Linked DNA regions of Mus musculus: all the other regions are linked to region 2. Evidence: chromatin contacts called from public Hi-C and HiChIP or PLAC-seq data. All regions are on one chromosome and are shown on one strand. Each heading gives the region's core, a stretch centred on a gene start, on an enhancer-like site or on the middle of the called end of the contact. The rest is flanking DNA. Distances are from core to core; before and after follow the strand shown.

The links. A called contact is a pair of places that touch in the nucleus more often than the background predicts. HiChIP or PLAC-seq counts read pairs in DNA pulled down with a chosen protein or histone mark.
Region 1: a contact with region 2 is called in a Hi-C map of the N1E-115 cell line, with 6 times the contacts expected there. The contact joins the enhancer-like site here to the promoter of Hand2 in region 2. A contact is called at or near these places in 7 of 39 promoter capture datasets (the 3T3-L1 cell line, embryonic stem cells, liver and 3 more), 5 of 484 Hi-C or Micro-C datasets (CD8 T cells, LSK cells, the N1E-115 cell line and 2 more), 12 of 115 datasets of contacts at active chromatin or transcription factors (bone marrow-derived macrophages, embryonic forebrain, embryonic midbrain and 5 more) and 1 of 9 other capture datasets (embryonic stem cells).
Region 3: an H3K4me3 HiChIP or PLAC-seq map of embryonic limb bud shows a contact between it and region 2, with 4 times the contacts expected there. The contact joins the enhancer-like site here to the promoter of Hand2 in region 2. A contact is called at or near these places in 2 of 484 Hi-C or Micro-C datasets (the N1E-115 cell line and uterus), 3 of 115 datasets of contacts at active chromatin or transcription factors (cardiomyocytes, embryonic limb bud and stem cell-derived neural progenitor cells) and 2 of 9 other capture datasets (embryonic stem cells and liver).
Region 4: a contact with region 2 is called in a Hi-C map of the N1E-115 cell line, with 6 times the contacts expected there. The contact joins the enhancer-like site here to the promoter of Hand2 in region 2. A contact is called at or near these places in 5 of 39 promoter capture datasets (embryonic stem cells, liver, maxillary cranial neural crest and 1 more), 1 of 15 datasets of contacts at CTCF or cohesin (stem cell-derived epiblast-like cells), 4 of 484 Hi-C or Micro-C datasets (the N1E-115 cell line, gonadal supporting cells, nephron progenitors and 1 more), 11 of 115 datasets of contacts at active chromatin or transcription factors (astrocytes, craniofacial prominence, embryonic hindbrain and 5 more) and 2 of 9 other capture datasets (embryonic stem cells and embryonic tail).
Region 5: an H3K27ac HiChIP or PLAC-seq map of embryonic stem cells shows a contact between it and region 2, with 3 times the contacts expected there. The contact joins the promoter of Galnt7 here to the promoter of Hand2 in region 2. A contact is called at or near these places in 2 of 39 promoter capture datasets (both in embryonic stem cells), 19 of 484 Hi-C or Micro-C datasets (cardiomyocytes, differentiating embryonic stem cells, embryonic stem cells and 3 more), 7 of 115 datasets of contacts at active chromatin or transcription factors (embryonic stem cells and stem cell-derived neural progenitor cells) and 1 of 9 other capture datasets (embryonic stem cells).

Annotation. Positions count from the first base shown.
Region 1 is chr8:57,802,593-57,805,292 of GRCm38.p6, forward strand. Galntl6 (UDP-N-acetyl-alpha-D-galactosamine:polypeptide N-acetylgalactosaminyltransferase-like 6) reads right to left here. Exons shown (of 12, transcript NM_175032.3): 10 at 1,622-1,738. It overlaps Gm2921 (predicted gene 2921), which reads left to right. Exons shown (of 2, transcript NR_165835.1): 2 at 1-316. Among named protein-coding and RNA genes, the nearest start is that of Gm2921, 4.1 kb to the left of the region's middle. Within about 2 kb of position 1,444, at least 5 of the 459 cell types and tissues checked have an H3K27ac peak or open chromatin away from gene starts, as enhancers often do. A contact at or near this core is called in the N1E-115 cell line, where this site is marked.
Region 2 is chr8:57,319,546-57,322,245 of GRCm38.p6, forward strand. Hand2 (heart and neural crest derivatives expressed 2) reads left to right here and starts at 1,438. Exons shown (of 2, transcript NM_010402.4): 1 at 1,438-2,700. The coding sequence starts at 2,362. Hand2os1 (Hand2, opposite strand 1) reads right to left here and starts at 1,314. Exons shown (of 6, transcript NR_154048.1): 1 at 1,144-1,314; 2 at 639-743.
Region 3 is chr8:57,009,557-57,012,256 of GRCm38.p6, forward strand. No RefSeq gene overlaps it. Among named protein-coding and RNA genes, the nearest start is that of Gm33501, 120 kb to the left of the region's middle. Within about 2 kb of position 1,260, at least 3 of the 459 cell types and tissues checked have an H3K27ac peak or open chromatin away from gene starts, as enhancers often do. A contact at or near this core is called in the N1E-115 cell line and embryonic limb bud, where this site is marked.
Region 4 is chr8:56,859,769-56,862,468 of GRCm38.p6, forward strand. No RefSeq gene overlaps it. Among named protein-coding and RNA genes, the nearest start is that of Gm33501, 28 kb to the right of the region's middle. Within about 2 kb of position 1,388, at least 1 of the 459 cell types and tissues checked has an H3K27ac peak or open chromatin away from gene starts, as enhancers often do. A contact at or near this core is called in the N1E-115 cell line, where this site is marked.
Region 5 is chr8:57,651,731-57,654,430 of GRCm38.p6, forward strand. It overlaps Galnt7 (polypeptide N-acetylgalactosaminyltransferase 7), which reads right to left and starts at 1,325. Exons shown (of 12, transcript NM_144731.4): 1 at 1,123-1,325. The coding sequence starts at 1,248. AW046200 (expressed sequence AW046200) reads left to right here and starts at 23. Exons shown (of 4, transcript NR_040698.1): 1 at 23-257.

The DNA of each region.
Region 1 (2,700 bases), core at 194-2,693, 480 kb after region 2:
ACATCTTCTGAAGTGTACGTTGGGGGTGCTGTGCTGGTTTGTATAAGCTCGGCCTAGGGTGTGGAACTATTAGAAGGTGTGGCCCTGTTGGAGTAGGTGTGGCCTTGTTGGAGTAGCCATGACACTCTGGATGTGGGCTTTAAGACCCTCGACTTAGCTGCCTGGAAGTCAGTCTTCCACTAGCAGCCTTCAAATGAAGATGCAGAACTCTCAGCGCCTCCTGCACCTTGACGATGCCCTGTTCCTGCCTTGATGATAATGGACGGAACCTCTGAACCTGTAAGCTGGCCCTAATTAAATGTTGTCCTTTATAAGACTTGCCTTGGTCATGGTGTCTGTTCACAGCAGTAAAACCCTAACTAAGACAGGTGCTGCTGCCTCAGATGTCCTTCACCTTCATGATTAAAAACCACACTCACAACAGGAGGGCCATGAATTACCTTTAATACAAAGCCAGGAGGAAAAATTAAAGTTAACTGAAGTCTCAAACACAAGACAGGTTTTTTGTTGTTGTTGTTGTTTTAGTTTGTTTTGTTTTGTTTTGTTTTTTTGATGAGTTACCTAGCCTTTCCGGGCTCATTGTCTTGAAAACTTCCACTGTGGGGAAGGCAGTAAGATTACATCACATTGATCAATTTTATCACCTCCTTTATTAAAAAATTAGTTTTACGAGTTAGTGTGCAAGGGGCTCAGTGGTCAAGAGGTCTTTTTGAACATTCACGAGGACCAGTTAGGAACTCCAGAGCCATGCACAGACCTGTGCCTGTGACCCCAGCTCTGAGGAAGTGAGATGGAGAGAGCAGAATGCTAGGTTCTACTGGTTTCCAGCCTAGGAAGAAAATGCAAGCCCCAGAATCAGGGTGAGACTCTCAGAAGAATAACTGCCTCTATGCATAGTCTCTTTGCATGTGCATAGAGTGTGCATGCACATAAACACATGTACATACAAACAAAGGTTAGCACACAGAATAATGGGCTTCATTGTAGCATTTCTGAACATGCTTTGTCTTTTATTTGTCTGCACTCTCGCTCCTCTCGCTCATGGTTTTAGCTTCTTATTACTGGTCACCCCTGTCCTTGCAAGAGCTGCTATTTTGCTTTCATGTCATATGCACACACACAGAGGACAACCTCAAGCGTTCTTCCTCAGCTGCTGTCTACCTCTCCCTTAGAGGGTCTTCCTGGCCTAGAACTCACCATGTAAGCCAGGGTACTTGGCTATCAGTTGCTATTGATCTGCCTGTCTCTGCTTCACCAGATCTGGGACTCCATGCACATGCCAACACACTTAGCCTTGAAAATTTGGGCTCTGGAAGAGCAGACTCAAGTCCTAATGCGTGCACGGCAAGAACTTTACTGGTTGAGCGATCGCACTGCACTAATCCTTGGTCTGCAAGTTGAAATAAGTTGATTATCATGATTCTGCTGACAAGAAACAGAAGCAGAGGCTGGCAATGACTCACTAATTACAGATCTGATTGGTGACAAACCATGACTTCATCCAAGTCCCAAATGTACCCAGAAGCTTCTCCCCATCCTGTCCCTCCATGATCCCCTCAGCCCCGCCCCCCGCCCCGCAGGCCCCCCCCCCCAGCCTCCACTCCCATGATTTCTGACTCACCTGTTCGTGAGACCATGTCCTTTCAGAGCCATCCTTGACACAGACGTCCAGCCTGAGCTCGGTCCCTGTGGCTCCATGCTTGCTATCCACACATAAGTTGGCTGCCACACTTCGAATCTGTATCAAGAACACATCAAGCACGGGCTGTGTCACTATTCCTGACAATCCTGGAATCCATAAGGGTCTTCCTTGGTCTGTCTTTTTGATGACATGACTAGCAAGATGCCTTGAATTTATACGTAGTTTGTTGAGAAAAATGGGGACATGAAATATAACATAGTCTGTGTGTGAAATAAAATAAAATAAACCATGGAGACCGCTCCACCTGGGGATCCATTCCATATGCAGGCACTAAACCCAGACACTATTGCAGATGCCAAGAAGTGCTTGCTGAGAGAACCCTGATATGGCTGTCTCCTGAGAGGCTTTGCCAGTGCCTGACCAATACAGAGGTGGATGCTTGCAGTCAATCATTGGACTGAGCACGAGACCACAAGTTAGGGGGAGGACTAAAGGAGCTGAAGGGGTTTGCAACCCCATAGGAAGAACAACAATACCAACCAACCAGACCCTCTCAGAACTCCCAGGGACTAAACCACCAACCAAAGAGTACACATGGAGGGACCCATGGCTCCAGCTGCATATGTACAGAGGATTGCCTTATCTGACATCAATGGGAGGGGAAGCCTTTGGTACTATGGAGGCTTGATGCCCCACTGTAGGGGAATGCTAGGATGCTAAGGCAGGAGTGGGTGGGTAGGTGGGGGAGCACCCTCATAGAAGCAGGGGGAGGAGGGACGGGATAGAGGATTTGCAAAGGGGAAACCAAGAAGATGGATCACATTTGAAATGTAAAGAAATAAAATAACCAATAAAAAATAAAATAAAACAAAAAAAAATCCATGACAGAGTTCAAAAGACAAAATTACAGCTGGATGCAGCAAAGTTAGTTATTGGTAATGCACTAGAGGGAGTGGCCTGGGGCCCTGCCCTCTGAATTGAGAGCCTTTTCTCGTTCAGCTGGTGTTTAACATGGGATTAGTTGTTCTGCGTCTATCAGCATTACTATCCCAGCGTGG
Region 2 (2,700 bases), core at 188-2,687:
CTTCTGATGTGGCCTTCCAGACAGAATAACAGCCAGACAGACTCTAGGGACATGGGAAGGACTGTCCATGCAGGATTCTTAACTTGGGGTTCTCTTTAATGTCTGGGACCAGAGTGCTTCTGCCTCCAAAAAGCGATGCCAACGGTGGGAGTCACTTGTGTCCCCTCTGCTTGCCTCCTCAGGTCCAAGGCCAGCTATCGGTGTGATCAAATTTACAGCCTAAGGGCTTCTGTTGACACCCTATTACACAGGGACCTTCTTCGTGTGAGTGAAAAGAAGAGATCCTCATACAGGCCAGCCGGAGGGTGGTTTTGCCTCCTTCCACTGACCGCCCCTATCCCGCGCTGCTGGGGAATCTCCTAGGTGCCCCGAGGCCCGCTAACTTACAAGTGGAGATCCATTTTCCGTTCTAATGCGTTCAAGATCGCCAAGGCAAGCAGTCTAAACATCCACGAGCCTTCCTCCCTGCCTGTCTCTTAAACGTCCGTTTAATGGCTCCCCTCCGATAACTAAACCTGCTTTCCACAGATGCCCGCTTTTATGAGGGAGGCAGGAATGCAGAGATATATTTATATGTTTGTTCATAAAAACTAGAAAATAAGCTCCGAACACGCTGTAAAAACTATTCAGTTACTTACCAAACAGGCTAGTTAAGCAGGAGGAACACGGATATTCGCCACACCACAGATTCGAGAAATCGAGGTGCCCCACTTTGAAAATCTTCGCAATCTCTGTTAGGGTTGCTGCAAATGAGTGTGGGCACAAACTGAAGGTCTCATCCGCGTTCTCTGCAAGTTGTCATCCTAACTTGGGTCATCCACTTCAGTGCCTAAGCAAACAGGCCACTGCAACTTTGCCAAAGTGTGCCGGGTCAGAGGAGCGCTGGCGCTCTAGCCTGGTCAAAGAGACTCGGCTCACTCCCAATCGCACCTTAATGGGATTCCATACCGCCACCTCCAGACTCTTGTCGCCACCACCACCCACCCCAAATCCCCTCCCCAGCCCAGCACAAAACTATAGGAGACTGTCGGCTCAGTTTTCTGCCTCGGTTACCTACAAAACACTTGAAAAGGCATAATCTGCGTTCCTTTCTCTATTCACCCCACCCCTGTAATCAGAAAAGAAAGCGAAATAATACTGTACCTGGTTTAAGATTCTTCAGTATTGGGGGGAAATATTTTAATAGCGAAGCATCTGTTAAACACTTGCATTAACCTATGGCTGATAAAAGGGTTTTTTTTTTACCCTGCCCCCCCCCGTTTTAATTATCTTATGGTTATGAGTGGACAACCAATCCTAGAAGAGGACCTCGGCAATTAGCAACGTGAACATCAAAAAGTTTTATTGCGGAGAGCGCGAGGCGCCGCCCCCGCCGCCCCGGGATTGGCGTGAGGAGCCTCTGACGACATATATTAACCCGAGCGGCCCTAAAGATGTAGCTGTACATGGAGATCTTGCTGGGAAAATCGGCTTGCTCCCCTCACCGCGTCCAGCCCAAGAGAACCGCCGCCGCTGCCACCCAGGAGCTTCCGCGGCCACTGTCTGAGCACACCCCTCCGAGAGTCCATTCGCCGCTTCCCAGCTCCGAGGTGCCTTCAAGGGCCCAAGATTCTTGTCCGGAGAGGAGAGGATCTTAGAAAATGGATGCGCTGAGACCTCTCTGCAAAGCCTCCGAGAGAGCCTGAGGAGCGAGGACGGACACGTTCCTTACAGCTTTAAAAACAAATCACACTCAAGGACCAAAACAACAACCAAATAATTTTTATTAAAACAATAAGCGCCCAAGAACCCAGATCGAGCTGGTGGGGGAGGGGAAGGGGCAGGAAGGGGGAGGGTCGCACCGAGGTAGCTCCACGCTAAGCTGCGACCCCGCCGCCTCCCGGCACAGCCGGGCCGGCTCCTGCAGCCCCAGCTTGGACTCGCCCCGGATTCCAGGTCATCTTCGGAGTCAGGAGTCCCGTGGCCGGCGTCTGCGGGACTGCCTCGCGGGAGCCGGCCGGCACTTTTGCATGAGCACCGGAGCGCTCTGCCTGGTCGCTGCAGCGGGGAACGCGGGAGCCGGCGCGCGGGCTGTAGAGCTGGGCGGGCGGCGGCGGCCAGCAAGGGCGCACCGTGCCGGGACCAGCTCGCCGCGCCCCATGGGGAGCCGGCGGCCGCGGCACAGCTGAGGCGGGCCCGGCGGGCCAGGCGCGGGCCCCGGGCTGCAGCGGCCCCCTCTGCGGCTGCAGGGCCGGCCCGGGAGCCCGGGGGTTGGGGGGTGGGGGGTGGGGAAGGCCGCCGATCGCCGAGGTCGGAGCCCGATCGGAGGGCGCGGCGGGGCTGCGCGCACGCTGGGGCGCGTGGAGGGCCACGGAAGGCGAGATGAGTCTGGTGGGGGGCTTTCCCCACCACCCCGTGGTGCACCATGAGGGCTACCCATTCGCCGCAGCCGCCGCCGCCGCTGCCGCCGCCGCCGCCAGCCGCTGCAGCCACGAGGAGAACCCCTACTTCCACGGCTGGCTTATTGGCCACCCGGAGATGTCGCCCCCCGACTACAGTATGGCCCTGTCCTACAGCCCCGAGTACGCCAGCGGTGCCGCGGGCCTGGACCACTCCCATTATGGGGGAGTGCCGCCCGGCGCCGGGCCTCCCGGCCTGGGGGGGCCGCGCCCGGTGAAGCGCCGGGGCACCGCCAACCGCAAGGAGCGGCGCAGGACTCAG
Region 3 (2,700 bases), core at 10-2,509, 310 kb before region 2:
AACAACAACAACAAAAAAAAAAAAAACTGTTTCAGCTTTGTCATTGGTTAATGCTTTTAGAGGAGGGGGAAGGGCCCAAGCAGTGAGTAGCCAGGTTATTGGAATAATCCAGGCAGCATCAATCGTGGCTTGGGGATAGAGGGAAAGCAAAGGAAGGTATAAGAAGTGGTAGCTGGAAATCTGTACTGTGGAAGTGAACACTTGTGTTACAAGTGCTTCATCCACTGATCCATCTCCCTAGTCACAGTTTCGTGTGTGTGTGTGTGTGTTCATGTAGTACATTACTTTGAAATGTCATTTTTAACTTTATTAATGTGTTAACTTCTAGTCCTGCTGTCAAACTGAGTGCTTCAGATACTCCACGAAACTGAAAATAAAGAGATATCTTTGATGCTTATACTTATGATTTAGTGATCATAGTTATTATGAAATACATAAGTAAGTGAACTGTGTATTTATGGTACCTTGAATTGGCAGCACAGATCCAAATCTAGATGGTCTGGGACAAAGTACAATCCCACCAGAGTAAGGCACGTGGCATGTGCTCACCATCACCCCCCTTTCCCAGTGAAGTTATTATTATTCTAGTCTTGGAACCTTAATTAGAGAGAGAAATACCAAACCCCTATCCAGGCAATAACTTGGTTTTTCCTATTTGGCTTAATGATGACTTCAGGCTCCACATTAACGAGAGGTGAACTTCAGTCTCTGCACACTCTCTATGTCAGGCAAGTCTCAATAACTGTTAAGTCTCGCTACTATTTAAGTTCAGCTTTGTTAAAAGGCATAGTAAAGGTTTATGTAGTTCAGGATCCTTTGGCCCAAGATCCCAGGTATTTTTAGTTATCTGTCGACACATAGCTCCTATTTGAGGTCCTAAAGCTACTCTGAGACCCACTGAATGCTGGAACATTTTCCCAGTGGACAAGCCCATTTGCAGAACCAGGTGTTTCTATAACTGTACCACTGTGAGAAGCCTTCACAGTGCTCTGAGGCCCCTTAAACTCTCCTTCCACCTGGGTCTTTTTTTTTTTTTTTCCTTTTACTTGGTTGTTTCCAGTGGCCACTTGCGCCTTTCAGGAATCTACTTGTTTATGTAGGTGTCTTTCTTTGTTTCTGAGTTTATTTTGCTACATTTTAAACAGGAAAATTAATAGAAAAAAGGTTTTACAAGCTGGTGTTGGGAGTCACTCGCATTTCGACCAGGTGCACTCCTAATGTGCAGGTGTCAGCCAATGAACAGGTAAGAAAGGCGTGATGTGAGCTGAGCCTCTGGAGGATTAATTGTGCGTGTCTGTAATGAATGCACCCCAAGGGACACTCTCTACATCTGGCATAAATTCAGGCATTCTCTCTCCCAGACTCCCCTCCCTGTTTTTCCAGTTTCCTTATGTGATCTTTAGCATAGAGTAAGCATTGCTTATTTTTGCCTAGCATGAAAATGAATGTATATCATATAACATATAATAATGTATATGATTTCAATTTTTAGGCAACAAACAGTTTTGTTTGACTAAATAGTGAATTATTGTATATTTTTAAGTAGTCTATTCCTACTTAAAAATACCATACTAAGGACACAGTTAAATTTAACCCTTTACTTCACATTAAATATAATATAATCACTTAGTCCAGGTTCCTACCATAGAATAGCATAAGTTGTATTCCTATTACGTAGTTTTGTCATTATAGAGAAACATTGCGGAGAAGATACTCAATCCAAAAATTCAAATTCTACCGAGAATAGCCTTTCATGATTTCTCATTCTAAATAATATACTCTTCTGCTTCATGTGTTTCATATTTCAGAACATCTTAGGTATTTACTTTCCTAAATAATATACTAGGTAATACTTTGGTTATTTTGCTAAGCTATCATCCTACTAATGGTGCTTTTATAAATTTGTGATTGATTATGTTTTTATTCTAAACTCATTTTTAGATTTTCTTAAATGACATTTTTATAACTATGTTAAAACATGTAATTAAGAAACAGGACTAGAAAATACAAAATATTTTGATGAAATGGAATACCATGCCAATTCTATATATCTTTGTGTGGACAAATCACGTTTTAGGAAAATGTTGCAGTTTTTGAGTTTTTGAAGATTCCCACATTTATTGTCACCGAAAGTTTTCCACCCTAAAGAAAAACAATTGAACAGATATATGCAATCATTAAAGAATTTAACACCATCTATTCACCCATCACATAAATAGGTTGACAGCTATTTCACACAACACAAGATCAGACACCCAACTATAAATAGAATTGCTTTCCTATTTCTAAACAGTTTGACTTTCATGTGAATGGATGATTGGATGTTGCTGGAACGCAGAAAATATAAAAGTCAGTATGTGGTCATTACAAAGAAGGAAGCAACTGTCATTTTTCTTTCTTTTGCTTAAACAGCACAATTCCCATTTTCATAGGGATGGCAGCTAGAAGCCCGAGGTCCAGTTGCCTATGAGGTTGGTATCTCTGCAGACCCTTGTCCTGGTTTGTGGATGATCTTCTCGGAGGTGTCTTCTCTGCACATACACACTCCTGGGATTTTCTTATCAGTCACCAGTGCTTAGAGCTCTATTCAACACCAGTTACCTTTTAAAAGGTCTCTAACTACCCATACATGGTAGGAGTTTGGACTCCAATCTATGAATTTAGAAGCTTAGAATTCACAGTGTAAGTTAATTTTAAAAG
Region 4 (2,700 bases), core at 138-2,637, 460 kb before region 2:
ATTACAATCTGGTGTCATAAAATCTGGAACTTACACCAGAGAAAACGTTTATTTGTACCTTGCCATGTCTACAAAAATAATGCTTGTGAGTAAAAATACTTTTTGAGTGGTGTATAAAAAAAATCTCTATCAAAACAATAACTTTTTTGCAAAATAAAAGGAATGGTTACCATGCAAAGCCTGTACATAATTTTATCTTTTAAAAGCTCATATATGTACATATGTCCATGATGTCTCTCTTTCTGTCTGTTTGCATGCATAGAAAGCACTTAACCTGAAAATAGATCACACAGATTTCCAAACAACTGTGATACATATTTATATACTTTATAATCTTGCTGAATGCAAGCATTCTGAGATGTCTGAGACAGTCATTTTGGTTTCCCTGGTAAATATTTTGTGATTTACAGTTTTCCGTTTATGGAAGGATTTGGTTTAGGAAATTATATGACAGCAATATGATTACATCAGTGAAGATCCAAATAATGTTCTTCCAAGTGGATAATTCCATCTGATACTGCTGAAGGGATGTCTTGTTTCTTGGGTCTACTGAAATCTATACGTAATAAATCTTTCATTTTAAGTGCATTACAAAACATAAAAATATTTTCTCATACATGATCTCATTTTGAGTTTGGTCCAGATACACAAAAATACATTTTATTACACACACACACACACACACACACACACACACACACACACACAGACACAGCACTAGATAAAGGCTTTCATGCCAACTTAAGATAAATACAATATAATCATATATCAACATTCTCATTTAGCAAATAGGAGTATTTTATTTTTGTTTGCTTCTTGTTTTTCCTTCTCACATGAGGTTTGCCAGAGTCATCAGTCTGTGATTTCCTTTACTATATTTGTCAATCTATCAGCTTTTGTGGTTAGTTTTTCAAGATAGTAAGCAATGCTACTTTCGACACATATTTTTTTTTCCTGTGGTTTGAAACAAGGAAGGCGTCCTCTCTCTCTTACCCAGAAGGTAATCTACATGCTGCACCAACATTTGGGTCTGGTCATTGCTAATGATCAAGCAGGGTTGAGACTCTATTTGTCTATAAGTACATCAAGAAACCCATGCTGACAATTGGTGCAAGCTAAGGATCATTTTCCACCACAGTCACCAATAGTAATGTCTCAGATTTTTAAATTTTGATTTGTTTAATTAGGGATGACACCAAAAAAAGTTCAAATATTTAAACTCTAACCTCAAATAAAAAAAGGCCATAAATAACCATAAACCAAAGAATTCTAGCATCAAACATTTAAGGTATAAGCCACTGGTAACAAAAATGAAAATTAAAGAGATTTCCTGTCTCAAATAGCAGCACACAAAAGCTAAGATTTTAAAACCACTTATAATTCCTAGCGAACTGTTTAAAAAGAGACAGGAAGTGAAAAACAGTTTAGAATTCCAAGTCTGTCCTCCCTTGCAACGAGACTGGGAATTTCAGGCATTAATTAATGAAATGTTTTCAGCTTTGTTGTTAATTCTCTTCTGCAAAGCAAGATTCTTCGCAGCACTGTCTCTTCACAGCCTCCTCGTAGATCTTAATACAATGTTCCGGAATATCTAAAGGAAAGCAGACATGCCTGTCACAGTTGTAAACTTATTTGGGAGAAGTTATGGCCCTGACTGTACTGTATCTGCGTTTGTTGATTCTGCACACAAATCTTTGAGGGGTGTTCTTTTCCTTCTGAGCGGTTTGCATCATAAACTTTAGTGAACACCAAAATGGAGAAAACAGTAGGCAGTTAAATGTTGAATTCTGTTTTCCTCTTATCCAATAACCCCCCTTTTATCATTATTTAAGAGAAGCAAAGACCATTAGAGAGAGCTAATTGCCTTCATAGTCTTCAGATTATACTGATGCTCCTGATAGGAGAATTGAGGCAAATTGCATTCTCAAAATGGTCTGGGAACATACCACTTCCAGTAATGTTTTTATCAAACAGGCCTAAAAGCAGAGAGGGCAAGGATGCACTTAAAGGCAATTATCCATCAACATTAGAAAATATAGTTAGAAGATTAAGAGAGCCAAGTATATGCAATATATCTTGATTGCAACAAAGCAGTTGATATAGCATTATTCAATTTGCTAGCTGAATTAATTTAAATTGGTTTACGTAGAAGCATAGTCAAATGAACTACCAGCTATCAAAAGAGTCATAAATAATAGATAACAATAAACACATTTGTTTTACATGTTCCTAATTTACTTACCTCTCTGATCTCTTCAGAACAGTCTATGACAGTTACTATAATAGATGCTACCCTCCAGTTATCTTGGGATCTTTTAGGAATCCTGTCTGCTCTACAAACTTGCAAGGACCTGAGATGTTACTATCAACAAATCCCATTATTCAGTGCTTACTTTATTTATTTATAATGGGTTTTAGCTCTCCTATACATTTCTGATTATGTGTCTGGACTTTTTCTTAATAGAAATTACCAGGAGCAGCACTAGAGGGCTGTGGAAACAGCCTTTGTTTCGACATGTATGTGTTAAGTACTGGCTCTTCCTAGCTCTTTGCTGAAGATGGTTCATTACTCAAGCAGCAGTTTCCCTTCCTCTTCTCAGTTCTCACACTAATGAAGGGGTAACTTTTCTTAAATGTGAGCTGACTGCTCTATAGGTGTGATAACAAAGCCAAGAGCCACTTGGTCTTTGAAAATCCAAA
Region 5 (2,700 bases), core at 75-2,574, 330 kb after region 2:
AGCTGGGGAGGTGCGAAGCAGTTCGCGCCGCCAACTGCCGGGGCGAGCGTAGCGCAGTGGCCGGATCCCGGTAACTAAAGTTCCGAGAAGCCTGACTAAACCCTCAAAGCCGGGACTGTCAAGACTAACGCCGGCGCCGAGGGCGGCAGACGGATGCGTCCCAGCGGAGCGCGCCTCTCGGCGTCAGGCTGATGGAACAGGCAGCGAGGGGCGGCCAGGAGCCGGCACAAGTTAGGTCCTCGGCCGGAGCAGCCCAGGTAGGGCCGGGGGACTGGAGCCCGCTCCGGATCCGCAGGACGAGGGAGCACAGCGGGCGACCGGGGCTCCCAGGCGCCCCGGTGCAGGGACGCCGATCCGGGTGGGGACGTGTCTCTCCCCTGTCCGGGAATCGAAGGGACAAGGGGTGCGGGGCGAGGCCTCAGCTACACGTTGCACCCGGCTCCCGGCCACGGGAGTTGCGGAGAGGCGGCGCCGTGGGCTGGAGCCCGAGGCGGACAGGCTAGGGGCGCCCCCGCGGCGAGCACCCGGACTGGGCGGGGACCACAGGAGAGGCTGGACCGCGGGGCCTGCTCCACCGGACCACGGCGGCGGCGCCGGCATCTCGCCTCCTTCAGGCCTGCACGCGCCACAGGCCGCAGCTCGGACCAACCCCGCGCCCGCCTGCCGCCAGCGCGGGGGTCGTAGCCCCGAGTCGGACGCCGAGCAGCCTCGGCTCCGGGGAGCCGACTCTGTCCTGCGATTCCGCCCCGGCAGTCCCGGCGTTGGAGCGGCCGCCTATAGCCGCCACCACGGCCGCCGCGGCGGCCGCGGTAGCGGCAGCAGCAGCAGTAGCGCGGGTGACGGCGCTGAACCCGGGGCGGGGACGCGCGGGAGGAAGGGGCGGCCAGGGGGCGGGCCGGCGGCGGCCGAGGGGTACCCGCGGCGTAGGGCTAGGCGCCCCCGATCGGCCGGCGCCGGGCCAGCGCCACCTGCGGAGCTGCGGCGCCCACGCGGCCGCGACCCCGCCGCCCCTTGCTCCCGCCACATACACACACACACACACACACACACACACTCACGCGCGCGCGCAAAAAAACAAGTTGCAGGTCGCCTCTGCCGGAGGGGGCCAGGCGGGTCACTCACCCTCATCCTGCTCAGTGGGCTCTGGTCGTCGGGCCGCGAGGACAGGGAAGACCAGAGGACCACGAGCCCCAGGAAGCTTCCCACCACCAGCAAACTGCGTAAGATGAACCCGATCTTCAGCCTCATCTTCCTCCGGCGGCGAGAGACACACAGCCCGGCGCAGCCGCCGCCACCGCTCTCCCCTCCCTCCTTCCCCCTCCCCCGGCCCTCCTCCTCCTCCTCCTCCTTCCCCCCCCCCCCCCCCCCGGATCACTACGCCCGCCGCCCTCCCCACCGCCTGCCCTCTCCAGCACCAGATCCGGAACTCCCCTCGGCTTTACCTTCCCCTGGCTCGCCCCTCCGCCCCCTCCCCGCGCCTGCCTCTGCACTGCTCTGCCGCACCCCCTCCCCTCCGCCGGCCTCCGCAGAGCTCCGACCGGCCGGCGTGTGTAGCTTTCCAGGCTTCCCTTCTCTCTACCTGCCCGCTCTAGCTCCGCAGTACCCCCTTCCTCCACCCGCGACCGCGAGAACCCACCCCCCACCACCCGCGAGTCCCTAGTAACCTTGGAACTAACTTAACACTTTCCCCCAGGTCTGGTCTTAGCCTTTGCCCTAAGGCTCCGCTTCCTAAAGCTTGCAGATCCCCAAACTTTTATTGTAATTAGGGACCAAAACTCTGTCCTTGACGCCCGTGCCCTGCCAGGATGCTGCCGCCCGGTGCCCCTCAGGTGGACCTGCAGACGCCCTAGGCTGCCCTGCCCTTCCCGACGCCCACTGCTCAATCTCCCCAGCCAGAGGCTTGCAGGAAGGAAACCAGGAAGTCAGCCACCGCTGCTGCAGCAGTAACTCCACGTGGCTGATTTATAGCTGTTTTTTTTTTTTTTAATCTTGTTTTTTCACAGGGCTCCTTAAGGAGGTGGATTTGTAATCGAAAGGCCCAGGTGAGATGTGCAAACACCACAGAACTAAAAGAGGACTCACTTGGAAAGGCAGTATTGCCTTCTCTCTTGGGCTAATTAGAAAGCCAAGTCGACTAGCTAATTCTCACTACGGTCCCTGTTAATGGACTTGCAAGTTCCTACTCTGGGGAAAGTGGATTTCGGGCTTTTAAAACGTTCCGTACATGCATCGTTGCTTCTCTCACAACTGACTTTTCCAGGAAAGGATATTGGCAAATGTTTAGCTACACGCCTCTCCCTTGTACATTGTGCCAAAGATGTCAATCACTTTAAATCACAGTCTGCAGTGTGTGCCATACCCCTAAACTACTCAATTTGTTGAACAAATGCTTTTCGGTAGCAGGTTTAAGGATGGCGTAAATTGACCTTTTTAATCCTAATATTGCCTTATCTGCATGTATTTTGCTTTCGAAACAAGTGAAACTTGGTTAAGTCTCCCCTAGTGATCAACAGTATATGCATTGTTATTCAGATATGGTTGTCCACTATTGAGAAGATGGAAAACTGACTGTGATTATGAGCATAGCTGGGAAGTAGCCCTCATCGCTGAAGTGATGGGAGCTCACCCAACTGCTGTTAGTAGTCTAAGATGACCTTGCCACCACAACTTGAAATATGCAAGGCCAAAAAGTTAGAAAAT